2 separate regions of the Hordeum vulgare genome follow, and region 2 is linked to region 1. A link is a contact called in public Hi-C data. All regions are on one chromosome and are shown on one strand. The core of a region is the stretch at or near the end of the contact, and the rest is flanking DNA. Distances in the headings are between cores, read along the strand shown. Region 1 holds the start of LOC123399528. Region 2 has its middle 9.5 kb from the start of LOC123395097.

The links. Hi-C and Micro-C count contacts between places; a contact is called where the count stands out from the background.
Region 2: a Hi-C map of leaf shows a contact between it and region 1, with 1.6 times the contacts expected there. The contact joins the enhancer-like site here to the promoter of LOC123399528 in region 1.

What each region holds. Positions count from the first base shown.
Region 1 is chr5H:578,394,078-578,397,050 of MorexV3_pseudomolecules_assembly, reverse strand. LOC123399528 reads left to right here and starts at 1,422. Exons shown (of 2, transcript XM_045093927.1): 1 at 1,422-1,991; 2 at 2,406-2,973. The coding sequence starts at 1,650.
Region 2 is chr5H:578,436,097-578,439,057 of MorexV3_pseudomolecules_assembly, reverse strand. No RefSeq gene overlaps it. Among protein-coding and RNA genes, the nearest start is that of LOC123395097, 9.5 kb to the left of the region's middle. Within about 2 kb of position 1,492, at least 3 of the 3 cell types and tissues checked have open chromatin away from gene starts, as enhancers often do. A contact at or near this core is called in leaf, where this site is marked.

The sequences.
Region 1 (2,973 bases), core at 173-2,672:
TTTTTGGATGGGTTAGATGCAACTAGCTCCAATCTAACCCTCATGTTTGGATACTTTAGTGCTATTTGAGTCCCAACTAGCTTAAACTAACTCTAGCCTATGGATCCAAACAGGGCCAAGAATATATACGCAAACTCGGTGTAGTTACCTACGGAAGAAGGTCTGGTTGATGTATATGTTGCACAAGATGTTTTTTATTTTTGCTGTTGCAACTTGATTGTGGCCGTGCCGACATGGGTGTTGATCTTTTCAGCCACGCGTTGCACGGCCATGTATGTATGTAGGGTATATGTATGTATGCATGTCACCTTCAACAAAGAAGGTTAATGAAAACACACTAGCTTTCGGCCCCGGCCGTTCCTCGACAACCCCCTTGGCCTGGGAATATGTACCACACTGGCCGGCCGGCCTGAACGCACCGGCCGGTCCTTGTGGCACAAGCTAGTTGCTTTGGTTCGATGTCGTTTCTTCTGTACGTACAAGAGTGCTACCGTCTTGCTCAACCTTTACCATACGAAATCAACTCATTGGATGCATAGTACGTTCATACTCCCTCCCTCCGTTTGTCTCGAATTACATGTCACGGAAATAAATAGAAGCAAACATATTTGTTGTCATTTCTTGGGCAAATAATTAGGGACGGAGGGAGTATGCACTATATGTTGAAATGTTTCTGTCAACGAAATGAATCGTGCTAGCAAGGTTAGGAAATGTTGGAGACGTATACGTCGTGTGGTGGTGTGTATTAATGGAGCAGCTAGCTAGATCGGATGGCAGGGCAGGGCAGGGCAAACAGGTGGGGAGGTAGAAGATAGAACAGTCCCTGAAACGGAGACCTCACACCTAATCCGAGCGCACACCTGGCGCCCGATCCCGCGTCGTGCCTAGCCCATTATACTTATAAGATTCAGTCCACCATCTACACATACATACGTCGCCTTCACGCACGCTAGCAACCAAAAGTTGGCCCAAAAAGTTGGCCTCACTAATTTTACACTGCACTCCATCGAACCAACCAGTCGATGCAGAGAGAGAGAGAGAGAGAGAGAGAGAGGTCAATCGTCGATCCGTCACCCACGCATGTATCCATGTGCGCGCGCAAACTCTCGTGCAGCGACCGCCCATGCCCACTCGCGAGCGTGTACACATTAACAACCAACCCGAATTCCACGGTTTTCCACCGTGTATATCAATCATAGGCACGTACTATACTCAGCCTTGTTGTTTTTCTTCCTTGCAGATACAACACGTACACGTGGACGTGGACAACTTGGCTAGCCTCCAAAGGCATCTACTACTAACTAGGGCGCAACATGTGAAGCCAAATTACGGTGCATGCATGTGTTAACTTAATATAAGTACTTACTTGAGTATAGTGGTACAAATTACTTACTACCTCGGCAGCACGGCAGAGGCAACGACCCTAGCCGATCGAGCACAACTATATCTTGGTCTACATGCTGCGTCGGCGTCAGTTCCCCAAGGGACCGCCGGGATGACCGGAGCAACCTGTTGAAACGCTTCTTATACGCTCCGTTTAGCCCCCATGCCTATCTAGCCTGCTAATCCCATCACACATACATGAGGTGAGTACATGATCACTCTACTTCGCTAGTGCTACACCATCAGTTAGCTAGCTGGTGATCGATATGGGGAAGGTGGTCGTCGCAGAGGCCACGGCGCGTCAGGTGGTGGCCTTCGTCCTCGGCGCCGCCGCGGCGCTCACCATCGTCGTGCTCGTCCAGTACCGGGCGCCGGCCGCCGGGCTCAGCCGCGCCAGGACGCCGGGGCACTTCTCCGGCCTGAGATCATCATCCGGCGACCAGCACCACCGCCGCAACGGGACCACAGCACGTGCCGTTGTTGTTCATCATGCACCACCGGACAATCGTCGCCGTCCGGCGAACACAACAACAATCACAAAGCGCAACCCTTCCTCTACTGCCGCTGCTCTAAGTCATCTTCCCAGCACACGTCACCATGGAGAAAAGGTCAGTTCGATATCGAGTTTCTCAATTATCCGATCAAGTAGCTAGTTTCTTACTACTCCCGTAAACTAACATAAGGACGTTTAGATCATTACTTTAATGATCTAAACGTTTTTATACTATTAGTTTACGGACTGAGTACTAGTTAATCTGCTTTTGCCGATGAGCAAATTCAGGGCGGTATGGTTGAGCGCCAATACTACTTTCTTGCAGTGGCAGTTACCAGTCATGTGTTGCCGCTGAATCAATCAACCACCCTTCTTTTTGTTGATCTAACTTATCACGACTTGACGAGAGTCCGTCAATACCGTTGTCAGTTACAGATCGTTTCAAATCGTTCTAGAATTAATAACGCCAAATTTGACCAGAAAACAGTGCCTAAAAATACTGATGGATCATGCATGCATGCCATGTCAGGGAGCGAAGGAGGAGGCGGCGGAGTTCCGGGGGCTGGCGGCAGCGGTGGCGCGAGCAGCGACGGACGATCGGACGGTGATCATCACGTGCGTGAACCAGGCCTGGGCGGCGCCGGGCTCCCTGCTGGACCTGTTCCTGGAGAGCTTCCGCATCGGCGACGGCACGGCGCGCCTCCTCCCGCACGTTCTCGTCGTGGCCATGGACGCCGGCGCCCACGCGCGGTGCCTCGCCGTGCACCGGCACTGCTACCACTACACCATCCCGGGGCTCAACATCGACTTCGCCGCCCACAAGTACTTCCTCTCCAAGGACTACCTGGAGCTGGTGTGGAGCAAGCTGAAGCTGCAGCGCCGGATCCTGGAGCTCGGCTACGGCTTCCTCTTCACCGACGTCGACATCGTGTGGCTGCGCGACCCGTTCAAGCACGTGACGGCGTACGCCGACATGACGGTGTCCAGCGACGTGTACTTCGGCGACCCCGACAACCTGGGCAACTTCCCCAACACGGGGTTCTTCCACGTGAAGCCCAACGCGCGCACCATCGCCATGACGAAGCTGTGGCACGGGG
Region 2 (2,961 bases), core at 243-2,742, 42 kb before region 1:
GAATGATGCGATGGACAAGACCTGACCATAAGCATAGCATTTAATTGTATCACTTAGTTTATTGCTATTGTTTTCTTCATGTCAAATATTTGTTCCTAAGACCATGATATCATGGAACTCCCTGACACCGAAGAATTCCTTGTGCGTATCAAACGTTACTTCGTAACTGGGTAATCATAAAGATACTCTCCACATATCTCGAGGGTGTCTGTTGGGTTGGCATGGATCGAGACTGGGATTTGTCACTCCGTATGACAAAGAGGTATCTCTGGGCCCTCTCGGTAATACAACAATACAAAAAGTTTGGAAGCAATGTGACTAAGGAGTTAGTCATAGTATCTTCTATCACAAAGCGAGTACAGAGACTTGTCGGCGAGGAGATTGAACTAGGCAAAAATGTACCGATGATCAAATCTCGGGCAAGTAACATACCGCTCAACAAAGGGAACCACATACGGGATTGATTGAATCATGGGCATCGCGGTTTGACCGATAACGATCTTCGTGGAATATGTGTGAACCAACACGGGAATCCACGTTCCGCTATTGGTTACTGATCGGAGAGGTGTCTCGGCTATTAAAAAAAAGTGCAGGTATTTTTAAAAAAAAATCATAATTTGTTCAGAGTTTTCAAAAATGTTCTTGCTTTAAATTTTTTATAAAAAATGTTCATGCTTTATGAAAAAATGTTTCTCTTTTATAATGTTTATTCAAAATTGAATTTGTTTTTCAAACTTTGTTTACCAATTCTAAAAAAGTTCATGATTTGAAAATGTTCATGAAATTTCAAAAATGTTCTTTATTTTCTACATATGTTTTCCATCCCAAGAAATGTATGTAAGTTCAAAAAATGTTCGTTTTTGTTCCACAAGAGGCACGTCGGTGCCTCTAGGAAATGGAAAAATAATGCATCCTCTGTTTGTTTTTCTTTCAGGAGAGACACAGTTTTGCTTTCGCAAGAGGCATGAGGAAAAAAATGTGTTTTCTGCTTTTTTTTACGGAGGCACTGGTTTTCTTCCGTGAGAGGCACATGTTTGGCTCCACAAGAGGGTACGACCTAGCCTCTCAAAAACAAAAAAAGTACGCATTTTTTTCCTTCCACAAGAGGCACAGTTTTTTTGACCGGTTTTTCCGTGAAAGAAAGAGTTTGTCAAAACCTATTAGCATGGGATCGAGTTTTGAAGATTTAAACGCGAAGAATCCAAGGGTAAAACAGTTCAAGATTTGGACGCACGGTTTAATGGATACAATGTTTTGAAAATAGCGGATCTACGAAAAGGAAAAAGTTCCAGATTACAACAAATGATAAACATGCAATGCGCCATTTGTCGTAAGATGAAGAAATAAGAGTGATGTTTAGGAGGAATACTTCTCAAATTGTAATTTTGAGGTAACCGTAGATATCATGGGCTGGCTCAATAGGTCGCCCGCCAGAGGCGAGACATAAGTCCGCCTCACACTGGGCTATATGTAGTTCTGGCGCGCTAAACGGGGAGCTCCTAGTCGGCGCCTTAAGCGCTGGCTAGGAGAACCAGCGCCTACAGGCCATACAAAACGGGCCGGCCCAGTTCCAGGGCTGATTTTTCTATAAAAAACCAAAAAACAAAAACAAAACTGGACATATTTTTTTCATAAAATAGAAAATGGTTCATAAATTTTGAAATGAAAGTTCATGAATTTGAAAAAATTCACTGTGATCTAAAAAAAGTTTACGGATTTCCAAAATCAGTTCATGAATTTGAAAAATGTTTTAAAGAAAGTTCGTTGAACTGAAAAAATAGTTCACAAACCCTAAAAAAGTTCATCATTTTTGAAAAAAGGTCATCAAAATTTGGAAAAAAGTTCACCAATATTAAAAAGTGTTCACAAATTTTGAAAACTAATTCATGAATTTGGTAAAATAAAAATAAAAACAGGGCTGTACTTTTTGCAAAAAAATTTAAAGTAAAATAAAAATGGAAAAAGTAATAAAGAGAGTAAATAAAAAACAAGAAAAAAATAAAAACCGAAGAAAAAGAAGTCCTAAAAAAGCTAAATGGAAAAGACCGGGTAAGCCGCCATCCTACTGGGCCGGCCCATGACCGGCGCTGCGGGCACCGATTAAGAAAAATGCACTTTAATCGACGCCTGCAGCACCAAATAGGATTTGCCCGTTGAACGACCCAAAGCATATGCTGCAGCGTGTTGCACTGTTAACCAAAGAAGCAGCTAGAACGAAGGCGTTTTCTCAAAAAACAAAAAAACATTGCAGATTCCACTTTCTATCATTCAGGACAAATGATCATGCATGCATGCTTCTATGCACCGCGGGAACGATATACATGTGCTGCCCGTAGGTTTCCATGTGCTCACCTGTGTATGTTGTTAATTGCTCTTTCTGTTTTTAAATATAATTTTTTAAGTATTTTTTTTATGAATCACATAAGAGCAAAACGAATGAATCTATATTTTAAATTATGTCTATAAGTATTTGTATATAATATTTTGTTGAATTTTTAGAACGATTTATATTTAAGACCGGAGGGAGTATATTTTTAGCCCCTGAAAAGTGGCGTACCTATTGCTGCTGTTGCAATTTGTATGTGTGCCGACATCGGACGGTCTTTTGGACCATGCATTGCACATGTGCACGGGTACGTACGTCACGTTCGAGAAAGAAATAAGAACATCAGCACACTTGCTCTCGGTCCCCGTTCCTTGATAACGGCCTTGGTCTGGGGGCTATCTCGGCCGACCTCAACGCACCGGCGGGGCCTTGTGTGTGTCACATGCTAATCGCTTTGGTTTGATGCCATCTCGATAAAGCTTTACCATAAGATCGATAGTACACGCACGTCTGGATAAAGCTTTACCATACGAACCAACTTACAGCTCCAAGCCCATATATACACACATAGCTCCACAACTCACACATATCTATCCCTACTAATAAAACACATATTGCTTCTATGGTACGTCATT